Regions from separate parts of the Mus musculus genome. Here regions 1 and 3 are each linked to region 2. Evidence: chromatin contacts called from public HiCAR-type and promoter capture Hi-C data. All regions are on one chromosome and are shown on one strand. Each heading gives the region's core, a stretch centred on a gene start, on an enhancer-like site or on the middle of the called end of the contact. The rest is flanking DNA. Distances are from core to core; before and after follow the strand shown.

Evidence for each region. Promoter capture Hi-C pulls out the DNA fragments that hold promoters and counts their contacts. HiCAR-type assays count read pairs that join an accessible place to other places.
Region 1: a HiCAR-type map of astrocytes shows a contact between it and region 2, with 8 times the contacts expected there. The contact joins the promoter of Wdr13 here to the promoter of Nudt11 in region 2. A contact is called at or near these places in 1 of 39 promoter capture datasets (cranial neural crest) and 1 of 115 datasets of contacts at active chromatin or transcription factors (astrocytes).
Region 3: a contact with region 2 is called in a promoter capture Hi-C map of second pharyngeal arch cranial neural crest. The contact joins the promoter of Suv39h1 here to the promoter of Nudt11 in region 2. A contact is called at or near these places in 3 of 39 promoter capture datasets (cranial neural crest, hippocampal neurons and second pharyngeal arch cranial neural crest).

The regions. Positions count from the first base shown.
Region 1 is chrX:8,130,878-8,134,190 of GRCm38.p6, forward strand. Wdr13 (WD repeat domain 13) reads right to left here and starts at 1,981. Exons shown (of 9, transcript NM_026137.5): 1 at 1,410-1,981; 2 at 508-748. The coding sequence starts at 1,450.
Region 2 is chrX:6,046,096-6,049,224 of GRCm38.p6, forward strand. Nudt11 (nudix (nucleoside diphosphate linked moiety X)-type motif 11) reads left to right here and starts at 1,412. Exons shown (of 2, transcript NM_021431.2): 1 at 1,412-2,309. The coding sequence starts at 1,816. All of the region lies in intron 1 of Gm26618 (a long non-coding RNA gene), which reads right to left.
Region 3 is chrX:8,073,426-8,076,327 of GRCm38.p6, forward strand. Suv39h1 (suppressor of variegation 3-9 1) reads right to left here and starts at 1,335. Exons shown (of 6, transcript NM_011514.2): 1 at 1,119-1,335. The coding sequence starts at 1,137.

The sequences.
Region 1 (3,313 bases), core at 731-3,230, 2.1 Mb after region 2:
CTCACAAGGGATGACTACTTTCTTCCCAGAGAAGCACTCAAATCAGTCTCTCACTTCTGTCAGGTTTCGGTGTTCCCTCCCCAGACAAGTCTTCCCTATTAAGCACAGCTCCCTCCTTTAGCTCAAAGCAGTGACTTTTCATTCTTCTTGGCCATGTTGAGAATAGAACCATCAGTCTCATACATACTAGGCAATCACGCTAGTTACTGAACTATATCCATGCACCAAACACTTGTGTTCCTTTTTGCTTTTTAAGTCTGTTGTATGTTACTATCTTTGCATTGCTTACTATACCATGGTAAATTATCAACTCATCAGTCTTACCTGCTCTGTGTTTATCTAATTCACTGTCTGCTTATCAATGTTCATTGACTTGGCTTCTCTATTCCCTTTTAGTCCTCTACTGACCTGGAACAGTACTTTGTACATCACTGATGTTTGACCAAAAACTATGGTGACTACAGAGGCAGGGGAGATACATGGCGGGTGGTGCAGCTAGGAGCTCACCTCCATTCGATCAAGGGTTGTTCGGCTGCTGCGGACAATGCTGTTGCTATAGGCACGAGCACTGCCTGGTTCTGAGAGTGGCCCGTACCGTTGGCCCAATAGCTGGCCCCGTAGCCTCAGGTACTGCCGACGCAATGCTGGGGGGTGACCAGCTTTGGCATTCTCCCGAAGCAGCTGGCTGCGCCGGCGGATATACTGGGTCCGAAACTGTGGAAACGTTGGTGTACGGTAGGCGTTGTACCTGTGGGGTCCAGGAGGCAGGGCAGGCAGCAGGCACAGGACAGAGGGAATAAATCAGCTCGAGGTGGTACAAGGTTTGGCAGTGACTGGGATGGTAAGAGTGAACAAGAGCAGCAAAGGGGGATTTCTCTTGGGATTGTGATGGGGGGCAATTATGCAATAATTAGTGGTTATGATGAAAAGATCACTCTAGCGACAATATAGTCAATTTGCAGCTCTGTTGGGGTCAGTCTGGGCCAGCTGTAATATCAGTCTAGCATGATGACATACGTCAGATTGGTAATGTACAACAATGGAGGTTAGGGTCAGATAACGGTAGAGGTTAGTATGGGGTAGCAATTGTAATAATAGTAGGGTAGTGATATCGAGAAAAGTTGGGGAAGAGGATAAGCAATGAGGGACTAGATAGGAAGTCACCAGCCTGACTTCCACTACCCACTCAAAGACAGTCTGCGCATGTCCATTTCAAACCGCATTTTCCCAGCATGCTCTTTAGAACCGGCTCCAGCCCAGGCCACTTAACCGCAGGACTATCCCACACCAAGCTACTGCGCATGCTCACGCAGCCGCACCAGCCAACTTCTCCGCCCAGCTGCACTTATCGCCATTGCTCATGCACCACAGTAAGTTCCTCTCCCATGGGCTCCAACCCCACGCCTCACCTCGCGTCCACTGCTAATACTTGCTGCCACACCGCGGCCATTCCCTGGCTTCCTTCTTTGGTTTGTCTGCCTGCGGGAGCCTGCAGGGCAAGGGCTTGGAATGTCAGCGTCCCAGGCAGAGAAAATCTAGTTCCGCCCACCAGGTGACAGTTGCCATAGACACGAAGTCCCTCCACACAGGTGATGTCGCGAAATCCCACTGGGTCGTTAGCGTGGTCATCACCCCAGCCCTGCCTTTCCTGGGCAGCACTCCGGTGACTCACAGCAGCAGTTCAGACATGACCCCGCCCTCTCCAGTTGCCGTAGCAACGCCCCTCCCCCCCATAGCAAGTCTTGTTTGACATTCCCCACCCATCAAGCCTTCTGCCCTCCGCCTTCCCTTTTCTAGTCCTAGAGCATAGCTCAGGATCCAGGACCACCTCCGGGGCTACCCCTAGCTCTTGAGGCGCCCCCCCCCCCCGGCGACCCTGAGCCCAGTGTCACCGGTTCCTTCTCTCTCTTCTCCCTGTCTCAAGCTCCAGGCAAGATGGCTGCCTGCAACGAGAAAGAGCTGCGGAGCACAGAGCAAATCGATAGGAACCTTTCCCGGGGCGTGGGAGCCTCGCAGGCGCATTAAAGGACTGTAGTTTCCCATACAAGGACCGAGGCTCCACCCCTTGAGTTCTATTCATTTCCCTCTTGACACCTTTTGTATACACAGGGATAATGTACTGTGATCAGAAGGACAAGAATGCGTGTGCCAACCACTAGCTAAAAATCAGAAATAAGACTTTCTCATGAAAGTGGTTTAGGCTGCTTCTTAGCAGCACACATTTGGCCAGGCAAATAAAATATATGCAGAGACTGACTCCTGGAACATTCTCTAGTTCCTAGCGCAGTGATGAATCTCTAAACACCTATGCGATGGGAAGAATCCATGTGTATCTTCACTGGGACTAACTGGACTTGAATGGTTACCCCTAGGAAACTTGAGTATCTTAATAAAAATATGCAATTAGGAAAACAAGCTTTGGGGCTGTGACCTAAGGAAAGGAAAGTATCCCAATCGTCTGTTATATTCACCTTAAGCTAGAATTTGTATCTTGAGTATTCCTCTCAGTGTCAAAAACAGAAATTCCAAGGTTGAAATTCAAGATGTTTAGTCTAGCATAATGGTAATCCTAGAAGAGGGTGATGTAGGGGATAGAGTGGCAGGAGGATCATGAGTTCGAATGCAGTCTGGCCTATGTAGTCAAATCCAGGACTACATCCTGGACTACATACTTTAAATAGCAAGCAAGCGCCGGGCGTGGTGGCGCACGCCTTTAATCCCAGCACTTGGGAGGCAGAGGCAGGCGGATTTCTGAGTTCAAGGCCAGCCTGGTCTACAAAGTGAGTTCCAGGACAGCCAGGGCTATACAGAGAAACCCTGTGTCAAAAAAAGAAAAGAAAAAAAAGCAAGCAAGCAGGATGGAGATAGCTCAGGGCTGAAAATCAAGCCAGGAACTGAAGCAGAGATCATGGAGGAACACTGCTTATCGGCTTGCTTCTCAAGGCTTGCTGTAGCCTGCTTCTTCAACCCAGACTCACCTGCCCACAACAGTTATTAGGCAAGAAAATGCCCCTGCAGGTATCCCCATAGGACAGTCTGATAGAGACTCAGTTAAGGGTCCTTCTTTCCAAGTGACCATAACTTGTGTCAAGCTGACAAAAAACTAACCATCAACTAAATAATGTCTTTTTAGGTTGCCTGAAGTGAGGAATAAAAAATAGGTAAGTGAATCCTATTGGTATCTCCTCTGTCACCCTATCAGTGTTTTAAAATATCCCCTGCAATATAGCTTAAAAAGAATAAATTATTTCTTGGCACAAACATGTAGCCTTAACAAGACCCTAAGTATTCATCGGATAGAGTGCTGGACACT
Region 2 (3,129 bases), core at 162-2,661:
AGTTAGCGCAGGCTTGCCAAAGAGGTGCTGGGGGAGACTTTTGGGCCCTCAGAGTTTTACAAGGAGAGAAAGCTCAGAGAAAAGAACTTGCTGTGGTGAAAATTTTGTGTTTACTTTAGACCCTGGCATCCTGCTTCCCAGCAAGAGGTCATGTGGGCAAAGTACAAGGACCTTTGCAATCCCCAGATGCAAAGCGCTGGGCCAGGGCAATGGCTCACTGCTTAAAGTGTTTGAGGCTCAAGCATCAGCTCTGAGTCTGATGCCCACCACTGGCTTAAAAGCCAGGCTGCAATCCCAGCGCTAGAGAGACTAGAAAACACACTACGAATTCCTGGTGCTTTCTGGTCTAGTACAGACACATCTTAGAAAACCTGTCTCTGAAGTCATACTGGTGGGAGAGTAATGGAAGCAGTGGAGGGAGATACCTTTGCCCACCTTGGACCTACACCTATTCAGAGGTCAATGTCCACACACACATGTACACAAATAGGTGCACACACACTTGCAAGAATCACCTGTTCAGAGGTACACACACACACATACACACCGACACACACACCGACACACACACCGACACACACACACACACACACACACACACACACACACACACACACACGTTTATTTTCAAGAATCACCCAAATCCTAAATCCCTAGCTGCTCATTTGTGTGGAGGCCAGAAAGGGGCACAGGGTGTGAGGATGGAGGCTCTTGACATGGGATCCAAGACTTCAGTGGGTGCTGCCCCAGAAACAGCTTGCAATGAGGTTGAAAGGAGGGTCTTAACAAGAAGTCCGGGGTTCACTGACTGGAAACTGTGCAAACCGAGAAGAGGGGTTATGTGCAAGTGTTTAAGGCAAGGGCTGAACCAACATGGTGGACAAGCTGCAGAAGGGAACCTGTTGAAGAAGGCGAGCTGCATGTGACTCAGCAAAGATTCTTCTGGCAAGACTCTCATTGGTCATTCTGGGGACACCAGGCCTTCTGCCTATAAATAAGGCAGTGCAGTTCATGATGGGAGCTGAGTGTGAGGCCCGGGCCTCGACCCCTCTGCTTAGGCGACTCTCAGGGAGGACCTGGCCCCCTCTGCCTCCAGGTCTGGCTGAGACCCACACGTGGTGAGGACCCTGTGCAGCCAAGTCACAGTTGTGTGCACCTCCCCAGAGCACTGGCAGCAAGCAGCTTCCCAGTGCCAGCGGTGCGGGGCGCCTGCGCAGTGGGCCGGCGGCGTCGCGCTTTGCGGGAGTCGGGAGACCCCCGCCTCCGCGCCTCCGCCCCTCGCCCTCCGCCGCGCGCGCGCACGCGGGCCCGGCCACGCGCGCGCACGCGCCTCACCTCGCTCAACCCCTGGCGCAGCAGCGGCGGCGGCGGCGGCGGCGGCGGCAGAGCGGGCGAGCGCGCGCGAGATCGCGGCGATCCGGAGGGCGGGGACCGCGCACGGTCCACTCCGGGGCTGTGCGGAGGCGCGGGCTCTGGGCTCCCGGCTCCGGGCGGCGGAAGCGGCGCCTCCAATCAGGCGGCGGGCTCGCGACCCTCGGCGCGCCCGGCCGGTGCCGCCCGCCCCGCGGACTGACTGACGCGCCGGCTCGCCCCCGCCCCCGCGCCCGCCCGCCCGCCCGCCCCCGCCTCGTCTCCGCTGGCTCGGCACAGACTGCGCTCCGCTCCACTCCGCTCTCCTCTCCTCTCCTCCAGCCTCGCCGGGCCCTCTCCCTGCCAGCCTTTGCTCCTCGGCTGCGCGGCGGCAGCGGCCCGCTCGCTAGGCAGCTGCAAGCGACCTCAGAGGCGGCGGCGGCGGCGGCGGCGGCGTCGGGGAGGATGAAGTGCAAGCCGAACCAGACGCGGACCTACGACCCCGAGGGCTTCAAGAAGCGCGCCGCGTGCCTGTGCTTCCGCAGCGAGCGCGAGGACGAGGTGCTGCTGGTGAGCAGCAGCCGCTACCCCGACCGCTGGATCGTGCCGGGAGGGGGCATGGAGCCCGAGGAGGAGCCGGACGGCGCGGCGGTGCGCGAGGTGTACGAGGAGGCGGGAGTCAAGGGGAAGTTGGGCCGCTTGCTGGGCGTCTTCGAGCAGAACCAGGACCGCAAGCACCGGACCTACGTGTTCGTGCTCACCGTCACCGAGCTGCTGGAGGATTGGGAAGACTCGGTCAGCATCGGCAGGAAGCGCGAGTGGTTCAAGATCGAAGATGCCATCAAGGTCCTGCAGTGCCACAAGCCCGTGCACGCCGAGTACCTGGAGAAACTGAAGCTGGGCGGCTCCCCTACTAATGGGAACTCGGCCGCCCCGTCCCCGCCAGAGAGCGAGCCCTAGTATGTACCGCTCCCGCCCGGACTCCTGCCTGTCGCCTCCCCGCACTTGCCTCCTGCTTGCCTGGGGAGCACCTCTCCTGCCCTGTGCGCCCTCCTGCACGGGCAGGAGGGAGGCTTCTTTTGTTTCCTTGGCAGGCAGACCTCTGAATCACGCTTGCAAACTGTCTCGGTTGCCAGGCGCTGTTTGCAGACAATTTGCACGTTTTTCAGATGCTTTTCCAATCGCTTCTTGGTGACACTGTAAAAATCTTGCGGTCAGCCACAGCTGCATGGGATTTTGTGAAAGGTGCCTTAGCTGCTTGCTCTGCTCTTCTTGGAGGGTGTGCGTGTTTGTGTGTGTGTGTGTGTGTGTGTGTGTGTGTGTGTGTTCACCTGTGCATTGATGTGTACTCGTGCGCCAGTCTGCTCTGTAATGTTTTTGTTTGGATGGGTTTTCCCCCCGTTAAACAGCCTTTACATGTGTTTGTGCATAGTGTGCGTGCGCAACTTTGTTGTAGGGCTTTTTCTGGTTTGTTTCCTAGTGAAGGGACCTTTAGTTTTATCCACTGGTGAAGGGCCAGCGCACTGTGTCAGGCGGACTTCTTTTTTTGGTTCCTGGTTTCTTTCTCTCTCTCTCTCTCTCTCTCTCTCTCTCTCTCTCTCTCTCTCTTTCTCTCTCGTTTTCCTCTTGCTTCTTGGCAGTGGCCCATTCTTGGTAGACTTTGACTCAGATGATTTGTTTGAAAATAAATGAAGAAAAAGAACAACTGGTGCTTTACACAGTTTCCTTTTTGTAGACAGTACTTTTAGCATCCAAAATGCCATCAAACAGTCCCAGAGA
Region 3 (2,902 bases), core at 85-2,584, 2.0 Mb after region 2:
GTAAGCCCCGACAATGACTCTTGGTCACCAAAATTATTGTTCAAGAGAAGCGGATTTAAAGTATACACATTTTTTTGCTTCAGAGCACATCCCTTCTTCAACGTAATTTTAGAAGCCATTTTTAAAAAATCAAAATATGTCACAAAACCACTTGATGCTAGGTGTATGCTGTCAGTAGCCAATGCCATCTTTTAAGGATGGTTTTTTTCTCCTCCCATCATACGACTCAAATCTAAAACAATCCTAATAAGATGCTCTAGATGGTAACCTAAGAACACACAAACACTTCAAAAGAAAAAAAGATCACTGCGTACATATACACTGATCCTTTTTTATCCAAGGCCCAGCAGAGACTAATCCCTCTCCTCCGAGGCCTCTCGGTTCCCGGAGCCTCTAACCTGCGTCTGGAACGCCTTTGAAAGCCCCAAGAAGTGGCCTGCAAATACCATTTGCAGTGCCAGCAGCCGCACTCCTCCCCACCGCAGCTCCGGCTCACACTTGTGGAATCTCTTCTCAGCGCTCTACTCGAGGCCGAGGAGCCCGCCCAGCACGCACAAGTCACCCCTCTTTTCCTGCACATGGAGGAGCCGAGCCCTCCTCTCACCGAGGCCCCCCCACCAAGTCCCGCTTTCCGGGGAGACTCGTCTACCCGAAAACCCTGCCCCCATCTCGCCTCGATCCCTTTCCCACCTAGAGTCGCCGGCTCCCCCATTTTGAGAAGGGGGTCCGTTCCACTTCTTCCTCCCCTTCCGGCGTCTCCCGTGGAAACCGAAAGGGTAACGGTCACTGAGAGCCGCCTTTTCCCGCGCGTGGCCGCAACCTTCTCCTTCAGGACTCTCTCTCACGCGCGTAGGCGCGCCGGCCAGCCGCGCGCGGCCGAGAAACCCCGCGCGCGGCCTGCGCAGCCCCGCGCCCCCCGCGGCCGAAGCACGCGCCCCCTCCCCTCAGCCCCGCCCTGCCCGCGCGCCGGGCCCGCGCTCTCGGCCCCCACGTTTGCCGCGCCGGCCTTCCAGCTCCAGGCTCCGTAGCTCCGGACGCCTGGCCTGGAGCCCCGGCCACCTTCCCTCCATTCTACTCGGCCGGGCCAGTAGCTCGCGTCTCTAGCACCACAGCTTCACCTTTTAAATTTTCCGCCATCTTTCTCCACAGCTAACAACATTCGGGCCTAACCGGCCTCGCGAGAAGAGAGCGCGCGCGGGCGTGGCCGGGGACGCGCAGTCGATTGGCCGCTCCTCGCCGCTCGCAGCTCCGGCTCGGACCAACCGCGGAGCTGTGCCTGGACTCCTCCCGTCACCAGGAGTGGTCTCGAGAGCCCGTGCTCGCTGCCTTTATTCAGAGTGCGCCTGCGCAGTAGCAAAGCTTGCCTTTGCTCCAGGACCCGCCCCTTGTCAGTCATATTGCTAGCCAATCGCGGCGTCAGCCAGTCATAAAGGGCTTGTTTTGTGCAACCCCAATTCTGCCAGTCATTTATTTTAACCTCGCGCAGGCATTCACTGCCAGGGTGGACCTAGAGCCATATATATAGGTGCTCAGCCAGTCACCTGATTGAAATAAATAATAAGTCGGTCGCCGCCATCAGATGTCCGTTTCCATCACTCGCTTCTTCATTCACACTCAGTCAATAGTAGCATCCATCTGTGCCCTGCAGCCGTCTGAGTTCATAGAAGCACAACCCTTGTCAGGCAGCCTGCTATTCCCTCAAACTGTCCCCATCACATTGTTAGCCAGGCAGCCCTTTCTCCATCTTCCTTGAAGGAGACGTCTCAAACTCCAATGGCCACCCATGTCCCGAAGTGGACTGGGATTAGGTCAGGACAAATTATTGTCAGCACCCATGTAAGAGCCACACCCAGCGACAAAGTGCTGGAGGAGGGAGACAGGAGCCCCAAGCTTGCTCTTAGAGGACAGAACCCATTCCTGTAAGCTGTCCTCTGTTCACACCTGCACTTTGGTAGGTGTATACACACATACCCCAAATAAATTTAATATTAAAAAAAATACAATGAGATCAATCAAGGATGATGCTTACCATTGACCTTTGACCTACATATGTGTCTGCATACACACATACACACACCCAATAAATGTAATAAGAATTAAAAAGAAAATGGATCACAATCAAGGGAGATGCCTGCTGTTGACCTCTAGCCTACATATGTGTATGCACACGTACACAGTCCACAGTAACACGCACATATACCAGAAGAGTTAGAAAGAGCCAGGATTTCGCAAAGTGCAATTATTACAGATTTACAGACGTATTCATATCTCTAGTGTCAACAAGACATGAGAAACCCTATACTGCACAGCAGGAGGACAGAGTTACGTGCTACACAAACTTCAATGTGGCCCATCAATTATTTTTCTAAATCCATTTCACTAAATATCAGCTTAAAGTAATTTGGGCATCAGTAGTTATCATGAAATGCTTCCCTGACTTATCTTTTTTTTTTTTTTAGATTTTCTTTTTTTTTCCTTTTTTTAAAAATTGGTTATTTTATGTATTTACATTTCAAATGTTAAACCTTTTCCCTATTTTCCCCCTGGAAACCTCCTATCCCATCCTCCATCCTCCCTGCTTCTATGAGGGTGCTCCCCTACCACCACCAAACCACTCCCGCCTCACCACCCTAGCATCCCCTTACTTGCTGGGGCATCGAGCTTCCACAGGACCAAGGGCCTCCCCTCCCATTGACGCCAGATAAGGTCATTCTCTGCTACATCTGCAGCTGGAGCCTGCCTTATCTTAATGGCTTTGTTTATCCTATAGGTTTGGAAAGTATGCTGAGGCCCTGTGCCCTACCACCACTGAAGTTGACTAAAATGGCTGTGGTCAAGTCAAGCTGGGTTCCTATAATGACTCTATCTTTTCTCATTTCCATTATGGGTCAATCTTCTGAAG